3 separate regions of the Mus musculus genome follow, and regions 2 and 3 are each linked to region 1. A link is a contact called in public promoter capture Hi-C data. All regions are on one chromosome and are shown on one strand. The core of a region is the stretch at or near the end of the contact, and the rest is flanking DNA. Distances in the headings are between cores, read along the strand shown. Region 1 holds the start of Tmem247 (transmembrane protein 247). Region 2 overlaps Prkce (protein kinase C, epsilon). Region 3 overlaps Prkce (protein kinase C, epsilon).

Region 1 (3,365 bases), core at 448-2,947:
GGGTTGGCTGATCTTCCAGAGGTCAGTTCAGTTCCCAGCAACCACATGATGGCTCACAACCACCTACAATCTGGTGCCCTCTCCTGGCATGCAAGTGTACATGCAGGCAGAACACAGATTTATATATAATAAATCTTAAAATAACTTTTTAAAAACAGTGGCGGAAAGCCTGTCATAGTATGAGTATTGGACACGAAGAGACCATCAAAAGGGATTCTGGGTAGAGGATGTGGTTTCAGGATATCTTCTACTCTCAACTCTCTTTAGAGGCTTGAATCTAACATAGCAGGGAAGCTAATCACAGGGGCAGTGGTCTCAGGCCATCCTGCAAACCGATCCAGGCACCAGTGGGTAGAGGCAGCTACATGATGCTCACCACCTCTCAGCCAGACCTGGGACCAGCAGACAAGATGCATAGCCAAGCCAGTACAGCCACAGCCCAGAGCCCACTCTGCTACCTGGTGAGGCAAAGCCTGCTGCTGCTGCTGCTGCTGTTGCAGCTGCTCCATCACTTCCTCATGCTGCCTCTGCCGCTCGTTCTCCTGGTGCAGGTACTTGAGGAGCGTCAGTTCAAACTCCATGCGCACCTTCTCCAGCTCCATCGCGTTGCGGTGTTCTGTCTCCAGGGGCAGGGGCAGCTCTACGGACTCCAGTCCAGGTCCATCGCCAGCCTGACCCTTGGCGTTTGGGCCGGACTTTGGAGGCAATGACCTAGGGGGCCCCGGACAATCTCTGTCCTCACAGATCCCGTTCTCTTCCAGGGTAGGCAGTTCTAGTTTGGGGACTTCTGCATCCTGGGATGGAGAAGAAGTGGGGTGATAATGGGGGAGTCAGTGTGGGGCTCCCTACAACCACACCCTCTGCTCCGAGCTTCAGGAGCCTGGGGTGTGTTGCAAAGACTACCTAGACGGGGTGTTTGCTAGAAGTGTATATAACAGGGGAAGGTGAACTCCCATGAAGGGCGAGTGCCCAAAAGTTGTGAGGCATTGGTGGATCAGGAAGGTGTCTGCTCAGGTCTACTCTTTATCACCCTGGAGGTCATTTTCCCATCCCCCACCCTTCACCTAACTGTCAGACAACAGATCTTTCAGGAGCTCCAGAGTGAGGAAGAAGCCCAGGTGTTGAAAGAACCAAGCAACACATATATATGTATATGTTTGTTTGTGTGTGTGTGTGTGTGTGTGTGTGTGTGTGTGTGTGTGTGTGTGTGTGTGTCCTGTCCACAGAGGGAAGTAAGGGCCTCAAATGAGAGACAGAGACAAAGTTTCACTCAACCTTACAATCCTGTAAAGTTTTTCTGGTTCCCGGTGTCAGCTGGGAACCAGTTATAGGGATATAGGGGACACTGTTCTTCTTGTCAACTGAATCTTCTAGCACATGTGAGCAGACTCTAAGGCTTAGAGCCCCTTACCCCTGACCCCCAGTGGGATGGATGGGGCAAATCAAGAGAGGGGTCCTCTTACCAAAGAGGCCTTTGGCTTGCCTTCAGGCATGCTGTCAACAGGGGCCACCTTGGAGAGTGTGGGGCAGCTTTCTCCTGCCCCTCGGGCTTCCATCACCTCCCTGTCCTCCATCGCCATCCAGATAACCACCGTGCTGCGGACCAGGGCCACAGGACATCTTTTAAGACAATACCATTTGGCTTCACCAGGTTCTGACCACCATCACAATCCCTATCCTCATAATGGCCACATTCCAGTTGCCAGGGCACTTTTGGGAGAGGCTGTGACACCTTTGAGGAGTCTTGGTGAGGACAGAAGGTGGAGGGGCAGCAACATAGTTCAGCGGTGTGGACACCTGCGGCAAGTCTGAGAACCCGAATTTAATCCCCGAGGCTTACACGGTAGAAAAAGAGAACTGATTGCCCACACGCACGCTGTGGTGTGTGTGTGTACAGCACACACCTCCAAATAAATATATGTAATAAAAAAATTACCCCCAGTGAAGGCTGGGCTCTTACCCACAGGGCTTCGTGAATACCAGAGCGCCTCCTAATGGTGCCGGAATCCAACTGTGGAAACCCATTCTCCTGGGCTCTCCTTTAAATAGAGTGAGTTTATGTTGGGGTGAGTTTGTTTCCTCTCCCGACCTTAAAGTCTTACCCCAATGCCTCAGAATGTAGCTGTATTTGAAGGTGGGATCTTGATGGAAATGACCGCCTTGAAATGATGTCACGACAACAGTCTGAATCCAATGTGACGAGTGTCTTTAGCAGAGGGCAGCAATGAGCCAGAGGGAAGACGGTGCCGACACAGCGCGACAAACCTTGGGCTGGTTCCCCTGGGGAAACAGAGTGACAGGTGACAGGAAAGAAACGTGGGAATCAGCTCGAGAGGTTATAGAGGTGAAAAAGCCCACAGTCTCATTCTCCGTTCTATCTTGGTTTACTGAAGATCTCGGTGGACGAGGCCCACTCACACTGGGTGGGAGTCTGCTTTTCTTACTCCGTTTCCTGCAAGGTTAATGTCTTCTAAAAACACCTTCAGAAATAGACCTATAAATTACGGCCATTCAGCCGACGAAGCACCCTAGGGTTGGCCCAAGTCATGTTGAGCGCACAGCGAATGACTACAGGCTGGATCAGAGCCTCTGTCTCCGCGTTGTAAAAGACTGCTGCTGCTTTCATCCTAATGCCTAGCCTTCCGAACACCGACTGTCAGCATCAGCTGGTTGAGCCACCCGATCCAAGAAATCCTCTCCCTGGGGAAGGAGTATGACCTGACCTGCAAATCCCAGGAAGAGTGTGTAGTGGAGGAGAGGATGCCGGGAGACCGGAAGTAGACTTTGTCTTCTTTGGGTTTATAAAAACACACTTAACAAAACCCTTTCAATAGATGGAGTCAGGGTCACAGTGTGGAAGGAGAGCATGCTACATTTGAGTCCGGACTCGGTTGTTATTATCAGCTGTGTGACCAAGAGAATTGTTCTATGAATCTGATGTTTCGTGCCTTCACTTATGGATGGGAAAAGTGAGAAAGACAACTCACTACAGTGCAGTACTAACAAAGGAAATGATGTATTCCATACAGGACTAAGGAATGATTGCCACCACAATTAGTGTAATAATGGTGGTGGTGGTGATGGTGATGATGGTGGTGGTGGTGATGATGATGATGAAGATGATGGTGCTGGGACTTTGCTATGGCGTGAAATAGAATTCAAATCTACCCTTTTGGAGCTGGAGAGGTTGCCCTGTTAAGACTGCTCTCACAGTTTGCTGCTTATGCAGAGGACCTGAACTTAGTTCCCAGCACTCTTGCCGGGCAGCCCATACCTTCCTGAAACTCCAGTTCCAGAGGATCTGCTGCCCTCTTCTGGCCTGCGTGGACACCAACAAACCTGCAGACACATGGTGCATAAGTTAA
Region 2 (3,365 bases), core at 437-2,936, 620 kb after region 1:
GTTACAGTGAGCAGCCATTGGGTCACATAGAATACTTGAATAGATACATCCTACAACCCTTGAAAACCTCCTCTGTGCCCTGATAACAGAGCTAAAAATACCACGGGCCCTACTAGTGGATTGGAGATTCCAAGTCAGAGGCAGGACCACGTGTGTGTGTGTTTTCCGCACATCCTGAAGATTTCCTTATGTGTCTCACATCCTCCTCCCCCGACCGACGGACCGACCAACCGACCGGGTGTCACCACTGCAATGCTGAGACATCCTGGTTACTACACCTCATTCAACTGCATAGCTAATCTGAGTTTGAAGAGTGTGCTCGTGGGTATCTCTCTTGTTACCTGCCCCTCCTGTAAATCCATGAGCCCCTGAGTAGGAGACCACTTGGCCCTACAGCTCACGCTCAACTTCCCCTGGGGCCCAAAAGGCTCTGTTCCACCATGTAGCCAACCTTGCCCGTTGCTTTCGCCTGGCCTAGAGTCCCTGGCTGACGTCTGCTTGCTCTCGTTCTCTTCCCCGCTCTGCCTCTCACTATGTTTTGATTTTGCTGGTCACTCTGCTCTCTAAGTCCATCCAAGCACCACACTAGGTGCAATTACCGAGCGTGCCCAGAGCTGCATTAGGCTAAGTTCTGAAACCCGGGCTGTGGTCCAAGCTCATGAGCTCATGGCAGAGGCTCAGTGCTCCCCAGCGGGGCCTTCATAGAAGCCTGGTTTCTCCCAGCTTGGAGAACAGTACTTCGGTTTTATAGGGCCTACTGTAGCTGTTCCTACAGTCACCAGCAGAAAAATGTCCCTTGGTCTCTACTCTGTGTGCAGTTTCCAAACCTATGGGTCATCCAGTCGGGTGGTTCACCTACGGAATCTGGACTCTGGGGGGAGGAGAGGAGCTAGCAGCTCCTGAGTCTGGGATTACAGTGTGAGCTGCTCCATTCCGTTGGAAATCTGAACTTGAACCAAAGCCTCCGGTGACTCACTGGGAGAGGGTGAGAAATCCTAGCTTTACAGCACACAGTAGGTTTTGGAACGAGGCTGACCTAGTTCTGTATGGTTTTACACAAGCTATACTGTGCAGTCTCCCCATCTGTAAAATGGGACCATTGCGCACTGAGGTTTCTACAGGACTATATGCTCTCCGTCAAGCTTAGTATAACAGTGACTTCTCTTCTTTGGCTGTGCATTTCCAAAGACTGTCAATTCATGTAATAAGGCACATGTAAAGTAAAAAACAAAAACAAAACAGGGCTATTGACAGCGGCTACCTTGGGTTGCAGCTGTAATTCAGAGACAACGTATTCGCCGAGCATGCACATGGTCCAATCCTCAACACAGTTCTGCAAACTCGCTCGCTAGCTAAGTCAATCACAATTAATTAAAAATAATGGCTCCTATAGACATTATTGAGAGGATCGGCATCCACAGGATAGACTCTGTGGCAAATGCCCAGGAAGGTTGGCTGCTGCTGTATCATAACAACCTTAGCCACTCATCGCCTTGCTCTACCTTCTCACACACAGAGCAGCCGGTCTCCCAACAGAACCTCAGGGCTGACGCCTGTCCCCGCACCTCAGAAATGGGACCCGGCTGCGTCAGGACTGCTTGTCTGGTTGCAGCGAGCTAGGCAGTGTGCAGATGGAGCCTAAAGATAAAATGGCTGAGAGCAGACACCAGAAAAGGAGTGGGAGGGCCCAGAAACGGAAGTCGGGGTAGAGAATATAAACTTCACTGATGTCACAGTTTTCTTGGAACCCCGTGGAGGAGGCTGCTAAATAGCAACTGCCGCTTGAACTGTCTCATTACTGTAACTCCTCCTGGAGTCCAGGGACACGTTCTCCTGGGTGTCCAAGCTAGGCATAACAGGAAATGCTGGAGAACACGGCACCATGCACAGGAACCCAGACCGCAAGGGGGGGGGGGGAAAGCACAGGACATATAGAAAACAGCAGAAGACGGAACTCAAGGTCCCCACGACATTGCTAACGAACGCCATGCAAAGATCTCAGGATGTGTCTGTGCAAGGCACAGGTGCTGCCTGGCAACCAGGAGATAACTAACCATCCCTCTATGCCTCGCAGGGCTGTAAGATGAGTGTTCCTCAAGAGACACAAGGAGGCTTGGCTGCTTCCTGCTGCCAGTAGATCCCTAGAAGGTGTTGGGTCACTGTTGGTGGGTAAGGGAGAGGCTTCAAGGCAGCCTCCAGATCCTTTGTCTCTACTTCGCTCCAGCAGGCACCGGGCACTGCTTTCCAGCTGTCCGCTGCTGCACGGAAGGCAGAGGTCAGAGCGTGGCTTCCTGGAGGAACCACACATCTGCTGCACTTCCTAGGATGGACTGAGTGCTCTCTGGGCCACCACAGATCTCCCCAGCTCCCCACCACAGATCCCCTGGACCTGATCCTATCACTTAATGCCCCGACTCTGAGAGCAACCATCCTCATTAGTTTGGGAAATCAAACTAAGAGCTACACATAATGTCCACACAATTTTAAATGACAGGATTAGTTTTGTTTTCTGTTTCCCTGTAAAACCCACCCCTGTCGGTCCCACCCTGCCTCCCCCCAAGTGTTTCCTACCCTGTCAGCTTTCTCAAATCTTGGACAGCATATACTTTCAGCTTACTGTTCTTCTTTCTTAGGGAGTGTTAATTTTTGTTGTTGTTTTATGTTTTTGAGGCAATAAACAATAAAGTCTTAGCTGGCCCTAGAACTTACTATGTAGATCAAACTGACTTTGAATCAGAGTGATCCATCTGCTTCTGCCCCTCTGCCCCTCTGCCAACCCTCTGCCCCTCTGCCAACCCTCTGCCCCTCTGCCCCTCTGCCCCTCTGCCCCTCTGCCCCTCTGCTCCTCTGACCCTCTGCCTCTCTGTCTCTCCTCTACCTCTCTGCCCCTCTGCCTCTGTTGGGATGAAAGGTGTGCACCTCCATGCTTGGCTACATAGTGTTAATTAAAAAAAAAATGTGTTACTACCTGGGGAAACTAGTATTACTAGCCATAAATATTTTTTTGCTACAATAAAACCAAAACAATATTATTGTGAGGCTGTCTCCTTTTGTTTAAAAAGGGAGATTAGTGAGTGTTAAAGGTTAATGGTGCTGAAGCCCCAAGTTGCGTGTTTCTCCCTGATGTTATCAGAAGATTGAATGAAAACAAAAGAAATAGAGGGAGAAAGAATCTCATTTTTGAGGCACATTATATGTAGTACAATACCCCAAACCTAAACACACAGCCCTTTGAGTGTGGCAAATGTTTGCACCTATGTAAGGCTCCACAGTGAACCGTAAACACAAGGAGCGTTATCACTGTCTCAGCCTCCAGGCCACTTTCTCCATAGAACACACGTGGTCTCCCAGTGGAGAGCACAGGT
Region 3 (3,365 bases), core at 552-3,051, 590 kb after region 1:
AAAAGGTTCTCAGTGAACTTTCTTCCATTACTTAATGTAACCTCAGGAAAATCCAAAGTTCTATTACAGTCGGTTAGGGCACTTATGAAGATTCGCCCCTTCCCTTGCCTGATGCCTCTCTTTATTCTGCTGCTGAGCTCATGTGTTGCATCCAAGGCTCCCTCTGCACCCCTAAAGCTGGGCGTCACTTCCAGCCCCACTAGAAGCTTACACAGGAGCATCCCACCCTCCAGATCCACACAGCCGGAGGAAGGCTGTGCAGGAGCACGGTCCAGCATCATCCTGATGTGATTGTTTCCTCCTCTTCTTGTCTCCCTGGTGCCTGGCTGTTGTTCTTTATTTAATCCAGACAGCTACGCTGAAGCTTTATGGGGAAAATGAATTACGACCTGCCGCCTCCAACCCCACATCCCCGTGGCTCTCAAAGCTTCAGCTGGTGGCTCTCGAGGCTGTGAGTCAAACTGTTCCCCAGCTATAGCATGTCATGCGGAGCCTGCCTCAGTCCTTTAACCTCCCACATCCCGGCTGTGCTGTGTCTGTACTGCCTTCTTGTCACCTGGACTCTCATCCCAGACCCAGGAATGAGAAAAACCACACCCTGGCAACCAGCTAGTGAGCGTGTGTGTGTGTGTGTGTGTGTGTGTGTGTGTGTGTGTGTGTGTGTGGAGAGAGAGAGAGAACAATGCCTGAAACCACACACGGCCAACCAGCTAGCACTCATGTGTGTGTCTGTGTGTGTGTATGTGGCGGGGGAGGGGAGAGAGAGAGAGAGAGAGAGAGAGAGAAGAGCACCATTCCTGAAACCACAGACTTGGAGGAACACACTGGCCACTCAGCTCTGCGGCTAAAGTCACAGAGGACAACGTGTCCTCTTGGATCCATGCTACAGACCTTGAACCATGAAAAGCAGTGTCCACTGGAGCCCATCAGGGGTGGGGGTGGGATGCGGTGAGGAGGTGATTTTCTGAGCTAGGTGAATTCTCAAGGGAAACAGACATACACATAATATAACAGTGTGGACATGGGAGCTGGCGGGGCTGTCCTCAAGGCCCAACCTAGCTGTGTGACCTTAACGAGGTCCATTGTTCTTTTCACGCCTTTTTCTATATCTGTAAATTCATACCTCACAGGCATTGCTGCCTGACTCTGTTTACATAAAGTATATAGGATTATGCATCCTAGAGCGAATGCTCACACTGGCTGTTATTCAAACTCCTCCCCCTTCGCTTTGCTTAGGCAGGAGCTTTGCTCTCAACACAGACCTCCTTGAAGTCACTCTGCCTCCCTCCCTTCCGACCTGTGCCTTCCACATTTCCATCAGCAAACTCCCTGCTCCTGCTCCCTCCCGTATCCCAGCCATCAGACCAACTGAAGCGCCTGAGATCTTCCTCAGCACTCAGCCCAGCTTCTCCCAAGCTACCGGAAACCCCTGGTAGCCAAGGCAAGAATGCTGACACACGTTTTTATCATTAGACATGTTTTGGAAACATGCGTGGTGAGCACTGAGGCTGGGCAAAGGAGCAAACAATGAATTAAAGAGATCAAAACCAGGTCTCCACCTCCTCACATTAAGATTACAGTGGCCGTTCTCCACTGGAACCAGCAGCTTTATCGGGAGGTTTTACTGCTCTGAATGTAAACTGCTGACTTCAGATGCCTTTCTCCTCCCCCCCCTACCCCCCCCAAAGAGCTAAGGCAGATGGGAGGACCTGAAAATGAAAGAAGGTGCAGGGCTCAGTCCTCGAGTGAGTGAGTGAGTGAGCGAGCGAGTGTCAGAGGAACCTTCCGGATATTCTTGTTTACTTTGGAGAGACTCACTCAGTAGCGGCTTGACCCTTCCTAAGCCAGCACTGGTGTGACTGAGATGTGGGACCATTTACTCTTTCTTTTTGAAATCCCCTGGTGGGGTATTAATATCGTACATGTTACCTTATGGCTCAGATGAAAGTTAACTTTCAGATCCAGGGGGGACTGGGTGGTGGGTGCAGACAGTCCGTTCATCCTCTGAAGTCAAAAATGAAAGAGATCTCCAAGAGGGCGAGGCTGATTTTCATTTACAGCTTCAATCACAAATATGTGGAAGCTACATTTTTGATGTAACAAAACAAGTCCCCGTGGATGCTTTCCCCCACCCCCCACTGCCCCAAAAGCAGAATTTAAATGTCTTTTCTGTGGTACCTAATGAATTTTACCCCACAGGGAAGTAGATGATGCAAATGACGATGGAACTCTTACTGCAGGGGAGGAATTAAGTCAGAGAATCCCAAACATACCATCGTTGTTTTCCTCTTGTAATATTCTAAGGACCAAAGCATTTAAAACTGCCCAGAAAGAGAACTCCCTGGACAGACAGCCGAGGATGGATGCAGCCCTGCCTCTAACAAGTCCAGACCCCAAAAAAGCAGGCAAGAAGCTTGCTCCTCTGCTCAGGGAGGGGGGAGGCAGGCAGAAGGGAGGCCAGGCCTGCCAGAAACAGCAGGACCATATCCCCCCCACTGGCTCCTCTGTTCACAGAAGGACATCAGACAGGCCATCCAAACCAGTGAGCCTCCACATCAGCACAGTGTGAAAGTTATCTGAGGATCTGAGAGTCGGTGGTCAACAAACGGTAAAGCTCTGTTGTTGCATACACATAAACCAAGAACTCCACTGAGAGGTTTCTTATTGCTACTGTAATAACCTATGAGGTTGTGAGTGGAACTGTTAAGGGGTGCCAGTCTCCCTCTAATGGGGGCATGGTCCTAACTTAAACACACACACACATACACACACACTGTCTATTTCTTATCATTGAGTCTTGTATGTATGTTGCATATAATGTATATGTTCACATATGACATACATGTAGGAGGCCAGAAGTTGATGCTTAGTGTTGTCATCATTAATCATTCTCTACCTTATTTTTCCCATTCATTCATTCATTCATTCATTCACTTTACATCTCGGTCGCTGCTCCCACGTCATACTGATCTCCCCTCATACAGTCCCCCCTCCCCTCTCTTCTCCTCTGAAAGGGTGGAGGCCCCCACTGGGTTTCCCCTAACCCTGGAACATCAGGTCTCTGCAGAGCTGGGCATATCCTCTCCTTACTGAGGCCAGACAACGCTGCTCAGTTAGGAGAAGGGGATCCACAGGACATCCCAAGGGCAAGCACCAGTCCCTGACACTATTAATGACACTCTGTGACACTTGCAGACAGAAGACTAGCAGAACTGTCCTCTGAGAAGCTCCACCCAGCAGCTGACTGACTCAGATGCAGAGACCCACAGCCAAACACTAAACCCAGCTCAGAGAGTCTTACGGGAAGACAGGGGGGAGAAATGGGGGTCCCTGGCAGGGATAGAAACTCCACAGGAAGACCAACA

Evidence for each region. Promoter capture Hi-C pulls out the DNA fragments that hold promoters and counts their contacts.
Region 2: a promoter capture Hi-C map of liver shows a contact between it and region 1, with 4 times the contacts expected there. The contact joins the enhancer-like site here to the promoter of Tmem247 in region 1. A contact is called at or near these places in 5 of 39 promoter capture datasets (the 3T3-L1 cell line, the C10 cell line, hippocampal neurons and 2 more), 4 of 484 Hi-C or Micro-C datasets (the G1E-ER4 cell line, the N1E-115 cell line, myocytes and 1 more) and 4 of 115 datasets of contacts at active chromatin or transcription factors (the HPC-7 cell line, bone marrow-derived macrophages, large pre-B cells and 1 more).
Region 3: a promoter capture Hi-C map of liver shows a contact between it and region 1, with 4 times the contacts expected there. The contact joins the enhancer-like site here to the promoter of Tmem247 in region 1. A contact is called at or near these places in 7 of 39 promoter capture datasets (the 3T3-L1 cell line, the HPC-7 cell line, embryonic stem cells and 3 more), 3 of 115 datasets of contacts at active chromatin or transcription factors (astrocytes, embryonic stem cells and stem cell-derived neural progenitor cells) and 2 of 9 other capture datasets (embryonic stem cells and liver).

What each region holds. Positions count from the first base shown.
Region 1 is chr17:86,915,680-86,919,044 of GRCm38.p6, reverse strand. It overlaps Tmem247 (transmembrane protein 247), which reads right to left and starts at 1,697. Exons shown (of 3, transcript NM_030104.1): 1 at 1,464-1,697; 2 at 459-794. The coding sequence starts at 1,580.
Region 2 is chr17:86,299,757-86,303,121 of GRCm38.p6, reverse strand. The region is part of intron 1 of Prkce (protein kinase C, epsilon); the gene reads right to left. Among named protein-coding and RNA genes, the nearest start is that of 2010106C02Rik, 14 kb to the right of the region's middle. Within about 2 kb of position 1,686, at least 188 of the 459 cell types and tissues checked have an H3K27ac peak or open chromatin away from gene starts, as enhancers often do. A contact at or near this core is called in the G1E-ER4 cell line, the HPC-7 cell line, the N1E-115 cell line and 3 more, where this site is marked.
Region 3 is chr17:86,327,862-86,331,226 of GRCm38.p6, reverse strand. All of the region lies in intron 1 of Prkce (protein kinase C, epsilon), which reads right to left. Among named protein-coding and RNA genes, the nearest start is that of 2010106C02Rik, 42 kb to the right of the region's middle. Within about 2 kb of position 1,801, at least 71 of the 459 cell types and tissues checked have an H3K27ac peak or open chromatin away from gene starts, as enhancers often do. A contact at or near this core is called in liver, where this site is marked.